Linked DNA regions of Sus scrofa: region 1 is linked to region 2. The links are chromatin contacts, called in public Hi-C maps. All regions are on one chromosome and are shown on one strand. Each heading gives the region's core, a stretch centred on a gene start, on an enhancer-like site or on the middle of the called end of the contact. The rest is flanking DNA. Distances are from core to core; before and after follow the strand shown. Region 1 holds the start of RAB4A (ras-related protein Rab-4A). Region 2 has its middle 110 kb from the start of PGBD5.

Region 1 (4,276 bases), core at 1,545-4,044, 580 kb before region 2:
TCGTTACTACAGCTAACTCAGCCCACCCTGACTAACTTTCCCTAACACCACACATGTCCCATCAGAGAGGTCACTTTGTTGGCACTAGAAGGTAAACCAGTTCAGCAGCCTCTGAGGCCTCTTCCGCCTTGAAGACATGCGTTATATGTCACAGGTGTCATCATGGGTGTTTAACTAAGGTACCTTTTCAAGCCTCTACTGACCTGTGCCAAACTGGCACTTTCTCAAAGTAACACCTATATACTGCTGAGTCCCTCAACACTCAAACACAAATTGGCTCTTGTTCTTGGCCTCTAGTTACCAAGGAAAGTTACCATGACACAGACTGACCAAGGTCCTCCGCCAAGCCTGGCTCTTCCAAACATGCCACATCCCTTCGTTCCCAAAGTCACTGCTCCCTGGAATGTCAGAGTCATGCTGGATTCTCAACCCTAGGCCTTTCTAGGCTCCTCTGCAGGGAGCTAGGCCACTGTTCTAGGCCTGACGCTGTGCCTAGGAGTCTACCTGTCCACTGGTCCCTCCAGTGATGCCACTGTCCCCACCCATATGGTCCTCTGCCAGTCCTGGGGAACAGGACTCCTTGTGAGGCTGGCAGCCCCTGAGGATCCTAATTTATCACTAAATGGGAGGCACTGCCCAGGAACAAAAAGGAAAGTACCAGGTGTTTTTAGGTGCCACTGACCTGAGGAGGTGTGGGCAGGACCTATTTTGGAAGAAATCCTTCTCCTTTCATTTCCCTTAGATGAATCTCCAATGCACCTAGGCTTTTAGAAACTTCTCCTGAAGAGAAAAGAGAAAATAATTGGAGAAAACACAAATTAATTTTGCAATAAGTTTTCCTTCTACATAATCAACAGTACCTCAGAACCAAAGCTGTCTCTAAGAATATCTAGGAGAAATGTATCATCTCTCAAAGATTCAAAGTTACTGAGATGCAAATCAACTTTCACATTATTATTCAAGGAAGTTTGTCTCCTTCAAACCTCAGTTCTTGAGTACTTCCCTTTCTAACTTGTGATATTTGGCTTTATATTTGCAAACTAACACAAAAATGGCTTCTTTGGGTGGTTTTCGCAAAACAAATAGTTTTTCCCAAAGGCCTAAGTATTCGTTTTCTACAGAAAGGAAAACTGCTCTCAGCTTTGAAATCGTTGCTTAATTTTTATTTCTATCACCCTGCTCAGGTTTCGCACATCACATGGTCCAGTTTCAGTCAATAATCTAGTGGTTCCTTTCTTATTATCCACAGAAGTTCCCAACAGGAAGAAAACTTCAATGTAAAGAATGGGATCACCATCTTTCCTCTGACATAGTTCTAATCAGTGTCTGTCTGATACACTCAGGAATGAAAATCAAACCTGACCTGTGGAAAAGCCAAATAAGAAAGCAACAGTGTCCAAGCCACTGAACAAGGGACACATGCAGAATAATTCTAGGGTATTACGGTCCTCCCCATGTTTCAGCAGGTGGCCTTCTCTGCGATTTAGAAGCAAGGATATCTATTTCTATTAGAATCAGTGATGCAGAGCCAGAGAGTCATTGGGGAGGAGGCGAAAGGGCTCAGGGAATGGAAGGCCTGATGCCAATTTAGAGGACAGAGCCAAATGGACTTGAAAAAAATGTATTTCCTGGTACTCCCCCCACAGCCAAGCCACTTGGGAGCTTAGCCAGGGCGTGTTTTTAGGATTCTACTGGGTCTTTTGAATAAGCTTGGGTCTTCTTTTTCTTTGTCTCTTTAGGGCCACACCCATAGCATATGGAAATTCCTAGGCTGGGGTAAATCAGAGCTGTAGCTGCTGGCCTTCCACACCGCAGCAATGCAAGATCCCAGAGGCCTCCGAGACCTACACCACAGCCCAAAGCAACTCCCAATCTTTAACCCACTGAACAAGGCCAGGGATTGAACCCACGTCCTCATGGATACTAGTCGGATTCATTACTGGTCAGCCACAACGGGAACTCCTGAATAGGATTGGGTCTTATGAGATGCCATGTGGCTCTGATCATGCTCCAATGGAGCAAAATCCCAACCAAAGTCCTCTTCCCAGTCAACTTTTTGGTTTATGGCTACTTTTCCCACAGAAAGGGATTCTGAATTCAGCTGTGCTCCTTAAATCAAAATGTTCAACCAGCGACTCCTACCCTTAGACAAACACCCGCCAAGAGGGGCTTCCGGTCCAGGGGCCTCAGTCCCCTGAATGCCGAGCAGTGGGGCCAATATCTAGTCCTCTGGGGCTTCCTCAGAGCCCGCACATCTGAGCTTCTGACGGTCCCGCCGACAGCAGCTCGGCCCCCCAAGAGCGCCTGGCAGGTTCTGAGCGGAGCTCAGCTCCCCCGCGGTAAGCCCGCCTCCCCGCACCTAGGGTTGGCCTCCAGTCGGACTCCTGGGGTTGCGGACTCCTGGGGTTGCGGACTCCTGGTTACACATTCACCACGTCCCCGACAGGTCACTACCGCTTAGAGGAAGTCTCTATCTGGCAGAGCACGCCAGGTAACCACGAAGAAGTCTCTACTGAGGTGGCGGCCAACCTGGCAAGACTGTCTTTCTCCCCAGGGCAGGTAATGGCTTTCTCTGCCCGCTGGGACCCTACAGTCCCAGTCCCAATCACCGGGGCCGGCTGACCGCCTGCCCCGACGCGCCCTTCCCAGCTCCTGCGCGCCCCTGCGACCTGGACTGGGCCGGCCACGCCCCTCCGCGCGTCCGGTCTCTGCGCGCACACGCCCCGCCCCGCCCGCGCCCGTTACCACCCACGCCCGCACCGGCCCCAGCTTCTCTGCGCCCCTAGGCCCGCCCCGGCCTCCCCGCGCGCACGCGCGACCGCGGGCTGGGGGCCGGGCCCCGCGCCCCCTCTCCTCCTCCTCCTCCTCCCCCGCGTCCAGGCCGGCGGGGGAGCTGGGGCCGTGCGCCTGCGCGGAGCCGGCAGTCCGGCAGGGCCGCATCCGCGGGGTGGCCGGCAGTTGCCGTGGGGACCGCGGGCCCCTCCCTCCTCCAGTGCCCTGCCCTTCGCCGTCCCCCACCGAGGCGCGGCGGGCGACCCCGGCCTCCTGGCCCCGGCCCCGCCAGAGCTGCAGCCGGTGACCCGGCGAGAGGCGGTGCCGCTCCCAAGATGTCGCAGACGGCCATGTCCGAGACCTACGGTAAGGGGCGGGGGGCGGCGGGGCGGAGGCCGCGGGGATGCGGATCCGAGTGTCGGGGGCGTGGGTCGGGCGGTGGGTCGCGCATCTACGTGATCTGTTTCTCCGAGTGTCCTTTTGCTTCTCCTCCGCGTTCACGCCGGTAGGGTTTTCCTTTTTTACTCAACATCAACAGCTTAGGGTTTGGGAAGCCAGTTCGAGATTCGGTTTCATATGCGGTATTGTTCCCAGCTAGAGTTGTGAAGGACTTAGGGCGACGCCTTCAATTGAGTGTGTTCCTTCCTCAACTATTGCAGTCTGACCATTCCTGTCTTGGAATTCCTTTCTTTGCAGTGGGATTACAAGAAGGGCTTGTCGATAGGCGACTTCATCCATTTCTTCCTCTTGGGACCTTTCAGGTTGCGTTATGGCTACTTACAAACACCTCTGAAGCAGAGCCCTGTCTGCTTAATCTTTGCTTCCTCGGTAGCACCCAAACCTGGAGGCGCCCAACAGAGGTTTTTTGAGTGAAAGAAAGCCTTTCCAATTCATCGATTATGTTTTGTTTTTGTTTTAATCCTATGTGGTAAAAATAAACAATGTAGTATACCCCTGCTCTGTGTCAGGGCTGCAGAGGTGTTTGCTAGTCTGGGATCTCTCTTTCAGAAGCATGCATTCTCAGGTAAAGACTGATTTGGGTTTTACAGTCCCTGGAGATGCACAAGTTCAGTTACCTCTAGTCAGATCAGTCCTGTTGCCTCCATTTGTCCTGGCCTACTGCTCCTTCCCATCAACAGATAGATGTGGACTGGTTTTATGGCGTGGTGCCTCAGCACTGCAGAACTCACCACAGGCACTTCTCTGGTCTCAGGGAACTCACAGCCCAGTAGGGGGTACAGTGTTAATCTGGTTGTGACACTAAAGATGGGTTAAGAACCCAGGTGGGAGTTCTGAAGGAATGTGGTCTCTAAAGCTATGTGAGAAAGAAACCTGACCTGACCAGCACGGCCAGGACAGCCTTAACCTGTCCCCACAGGCCCAGCCCCCAAGGGCTGCAGAGTCCCTGTAAAAGGAGTGCATCTGGGGCTGGCCTTGTTCTCAGTAACACTGAGAGCAGGAATCTGTTCCTGGAAGGCTTAGGAAGTCCCACTGGGCATCCCTG
Region 2 (4,255 bases), core at 339-2,838:
GAGCTTGGCCTCCCACCAGCTCCAAATCAGATGTCCATAGAGTGCACACATCCACAGGGGCTGCCTCAGGGCTGGACAGGGCCCCAGAGGTCATAGCCCACAATGCGATCCTAGCAGCTGAACCCTCCTTGCAACCCCTGGTGTGGTTGGACACCACTCGGGGAGTGGCTGTGGGTAGGCCGTGATTTGGAAGACTAGAGCTAATGTTCAAAGAGAGACTGGTTGGCCAGAAACCAGGCAAGCAGCCTTGCAGCGAATTTCCCTCCATCCTCACTTGCACCTCTTCAGCAGATGAACAAAGCGCGCCATCAAAAAGTTGGTATCAAGTGGTCAGCAGAACAGTATTTGAACCCAGTTCTCAGACTTCAAAATCCTGCCCTTTGTATGACATGTAATTCTCAAACCTTGCTGTGGATTGCAGTTCCTTTGGGAGTTGAAAAACAAGAGAACAAATAGGTGCCTGCACCAGCCCGAGACCCGCAGCCGAACATCGTCGTTTCAGGAGAATGGACGCCGGGTTGTGAACTGGACCCGCATCTCCATCCTCCTGGAGGCTCCTTGAGACGGATCCCCAGCACCACCCCCCAAATTACGGATATGGTGAGAATCTGTATTTCCTACAAGCTCCCCAGTAACCAGAGGCCACACTTTGAGGAGCGGGCTCCTAGGTTCAGGCCATGACTGGCTCACAGCCCTTGTCGGAGGAGGAAGCCCCCAAACTTCTCTGTGTAAAAGGTGGCTGTATCCTCCCTAGCTCTTCCCCCGCCTCTTTCCTCTCGCCCTCTTTTGCCCACATCCAGTAACCATGTCCTCCCCTCCTCCCTCAAGCCCACGCTCTGCTAGTTTCTGCAAACACCCTCAGTTTTCTAAAGTGAGCTGTCCTTGTCCTGCTGGACTGGCCTCCAGTCCCCGGGGCCCCCATCTTACCCACCACAGCCTGTCCAGCCCTGTGGCCGCTGCTCTTCCCCAAGGGCACCAGGCACTGCTGCTCTAGACTAGCAGCCCCAACCTCAGCCTGGGTGGGACCAGTACCCCATGTAACCCTGGCACAGCCAGGCAAAGGACAGGGCTGGATGGGGCCCTGGAGCTGCTGGGCCATCTCTCTCTTTGGGACTTGCTTCAACCTGGCCCTTGAGCCTAGCTGACCATCTGTTGCCTCCCGACCCCAGCACCCCCCAAACCTGGCCTTTCATTTACTCTGTAGAACTTGCTGTCTTTACAAATACTATATGAGCATTTTTTGGTTTACTGTGTCCTCTCCCCCTGCTAGAATGCAAGCTTCAGGAGGGGAGGGGACTTTGTCACCTGTCCCTACAAGGGCCTGGGTCCAGTAAGCACCCAGCACACATTTCAGGAGGAATGAATGTCAAATTCAGCACTGAGTTCCTTTCCTATTCCTGCCCCCAAGACGTCACAGTATCACGGTCTGATGACTTGCTTGTTCTCTCTCCCCGCTGGGGGTCAAAAGAGATCCTTTTTTTTTCTGCTGCACCCACAGTGCCAAGAACACCGCCTGACCCCTGACTCAGCACAGCTGTTGCATGAAGGCCTTATTCTGTGCCCTTAAGAGGCACATAAGGTGTCCTCTGCTGCCATCTGCTGGGCGCATGTATGAGTTGCAAGGGAGGTGGACAGGTTTCTGGGAAGGAGAGATGATGGAACGGATGATAGACCAAAGACTTGGTTTGGAAGATAACTGAACAAAGGTAAGACCAGGTTGCTAATTCTTTTTTCACTATAACATTCTTGGAAAGAGATACCTATACCTTCCCAACCTTTGTACAGTCTGCAATAGGACAACAATCCCTCTGGGTTTTTTGCTTTTGCTTTTTAGGGTCACACCTGTGGCATATGGAAGTTCTCAGGCTAGGGGTCAAATCGGAGCTCAGCTGCCTGACTACACCACAGCCTCAGCAGCATGGGATTCGAGCTGCCTCTGTGTCCGACACCACAGTTCACAGCAACGCCAGATCCTTAACCCACTAAGCGAGGCCAGGGATCAAGCCCGCAACCTCATGGTTCCTAGTCAGGTTCGTTACCACTGAGCCATGATGAAACTCTCCTCTGGTTTTTTTGTTTGTTTTTGTCTTTTTATCTTTTTTAGCACTGCACCTTCGGCATATGGAGGTTCCCAGGCTAGGGGTCCAATCGGAGCTATAGCCTCCAGCCTACGCCAGAGCCACAGCAATTCGGGATCCTAGCTGCATTTGCAACGGCAATGCTGGATCCTTAACTTACTGAGCAAGGCCAGGGATCGAACCCACAACCTCATAGTTCCTAGTCAGATTCGTTAACCGCTGAGCCACAATGGGAACTCCTCCTCTGGTTTTTAAATATTCTACTTTGTTATTTTCATGAATACACCTATCTGGCTGGGCTTGGGTCTCGATTTGGGGGTTTGCTTACTTGTGGTCTCTAGACCTCCTGGGTTGGTGGATGGTGACTGTGGATAAAAAGCCGCTGCTGTCACCTGGCTTGATGCAGGCTGTCCAGGGTCAGGGTTTTGCTAGGGGCTGCAGCAGCCTGGTAAGGGAGGAAAATTCTCACCCCACCTTTCCACAGTTTCTGGGATGAAGAGGGCAGGGAGAACAGGAAGAAGGGGTCAGCCATTGGCCCCAGCCGGGATGCTTCAGGCAGACCCCACGTCCAGTTGCCTGGCTCCCTCAGAAGAAGGTGCCTCCTTCCAGATGGACCGTCTCCCCTTTGAGCACAAACTTCAACATGTATATTTTTTGCCTTCTCCTTAAAATTTTTTTTCTTGGATTATGGATTTTATATTGGAGTATACTTGATTTACAACATTGTGTTAGTTTCAGGTGTACAGCAAAGTGATTCAGTTACACGTATTCATTCTTTTTCAGATTCTTTTCCCATATAGGTTATTAGTGAATCTCAAGTACAGTTCCCTGTGCTATATGGTAAGTCGTTGTTGATGATCCGTCTTATGTATAGTAGTGTGTACACGTTCATCTCAACCTCCTCAAATATCCCTCCCCACTCCCAGTGTTTCCCCTTTGGTAACCGTAAGTTTGATTTCAAAATCCACGAGTCTGTTACTGTTTTGTAACAGTTCCTTTGTATCATTTTAAAAATTGAATCCACATTTTAGTGATCTCATGGTATTTGTCTTTCTCTGCCTGACTTACTTCACTTGGTGTGATCATCTCTAGATCCATCCACGTTGCTGCAAATGGCATGACTTCATTCTTTTGGGTGGCTGTATTGGGTATGATGTACCACATCTTTTTCCATTCCTGTTGATGGAAATTTAGGCTGTTTCCATGTCTTCGCTATTGTGAATAGTGGTGCAGTGAACACTGGGGTACATGCATCTTTTTGAGTCACGGTTTTCTCTGGATATATGCCCAGGAGTGGGATTACAGAATCATATGGTATATCTAATTTTAGTTTTTTGAGGAATCTCTGTGCTGTTCTTCATAGTGTTTGTACAAGCTACAGTCCCACCAACAGTGTAGGAGGGCTCCCTTTTCTCCCCACTCTCTCCAGCATTTATTGTTTGTAGACTTTTTTGATGGTGACCATTCTGAATGGAGCGCAGTGAGACCTCACTGTAGTTTTGATTTGCATTTCTCCAATAATTAGTGATGTTGGGGATCTTTTCCTGTGCTTTTTGGCCATCTGTCTGTTTTCTTTTGAGAAATGACTGTTTATATCTGATCTTTTTTTTTTTTTTCTTGACTTTTTGTCTTTTCTAGGGCTGCTCCCGTGGCATATGGAGGTTCCCAGGCTAGGGGTCCAATCGGAGCTGTAGCTGCCAGCCTACACCAGAGCCACAGCAACATGGGATCCGAGCTGCGTCTGTGACCTACAGCATAGCTTACGGCAACACCAGATCCTTAACCCACTGAGCAAGGCCAGGGATTGAACCCGCAACCTCATGGTTCCTAGTCAGATTCGTTAACCACTGTGCCATGATGGGAATTCCTTCTGATAGTTTTTTGATTTTTTTTTTTTTTTTTGGTATTGAGCTGCATGAGGTGTTTGTATGTTTTGAAGATTAATAATTTATGGGTTGCATCGTTTAGAATATTTTCTCCTATTCTCTAGGTTGTCTTCTTTTTACTTTGATGGTTTCCTTTGCTGTGCATAAACATTTGTTTATTTTTATTTTCATTACTCTAGGAGGCAGATCTGAAAAGATATTGCTGCGATTTATGTCAAAACGCATTCTGGGGAGTTCCCGTCATGGCACAGTGGTTAATGAATCCGACTAGGAACTATGAGGTTGCGGGTT

What was found. A called contact is a pair of places that touch in the nucleus more often than the background predicts.
Region 1: a Hi-C map of omental adipose tissue shows a contact between it and region 2, with 2.1 times the contacts expected there. The contact joins the promoter of RAB4A here to the enhancer-like site in region 2. A contact is called at or near these places in 1 of 5 promoter capture datasets (liver), 14 of 47 Hi-C or Micro-C datasets (alveolar macrophages, embryonic fibroblasts, fetal skeletal muscle and 8 more) and 1 of 2 datasets of contacts at active chromatin or transcription factors (alveolar macrophages).

The regions. Positions count from the first base shown.
Region 1 is chr14:60,527,067-60,531,342 of Sscrofa11.1, reverse strand. It overlaps RAB4A (ras-related protein Rab-4A), which reads left to right and starts at 2,794. Exons shown (of 8, transcript XM_001925483.7): 1 at 2,794-3,138. The coding sequence starts at 3,108. It overlaps LOC102163174 (a long non-coding RNA gene), which reads right to left and starts at 2,714. Exons shown (of 4, transcript XR_002338974.1): 1 at 2,360-2,714; 2 at 683-780.
Region 2 is chr14:59,950,079-59,954,333 of Sscrofa11.1, reverse strand. No RefSeq gene overlaps it. Among named protein-coding and RNA genes, the nearest start is that of PGBD5, 110 kb to the right of the region's middle. Within about 2 kb of position 1,588, at least 19 of the 83 cell types and tissues checked have an H3K27ac peak or open chromatin away from gene starts, as enhancers often do. A contact at or near this core is called in alveolar macrophages, embryonic fibroblasts, mesenteric adipose tissue and 3 more, where this site is marked.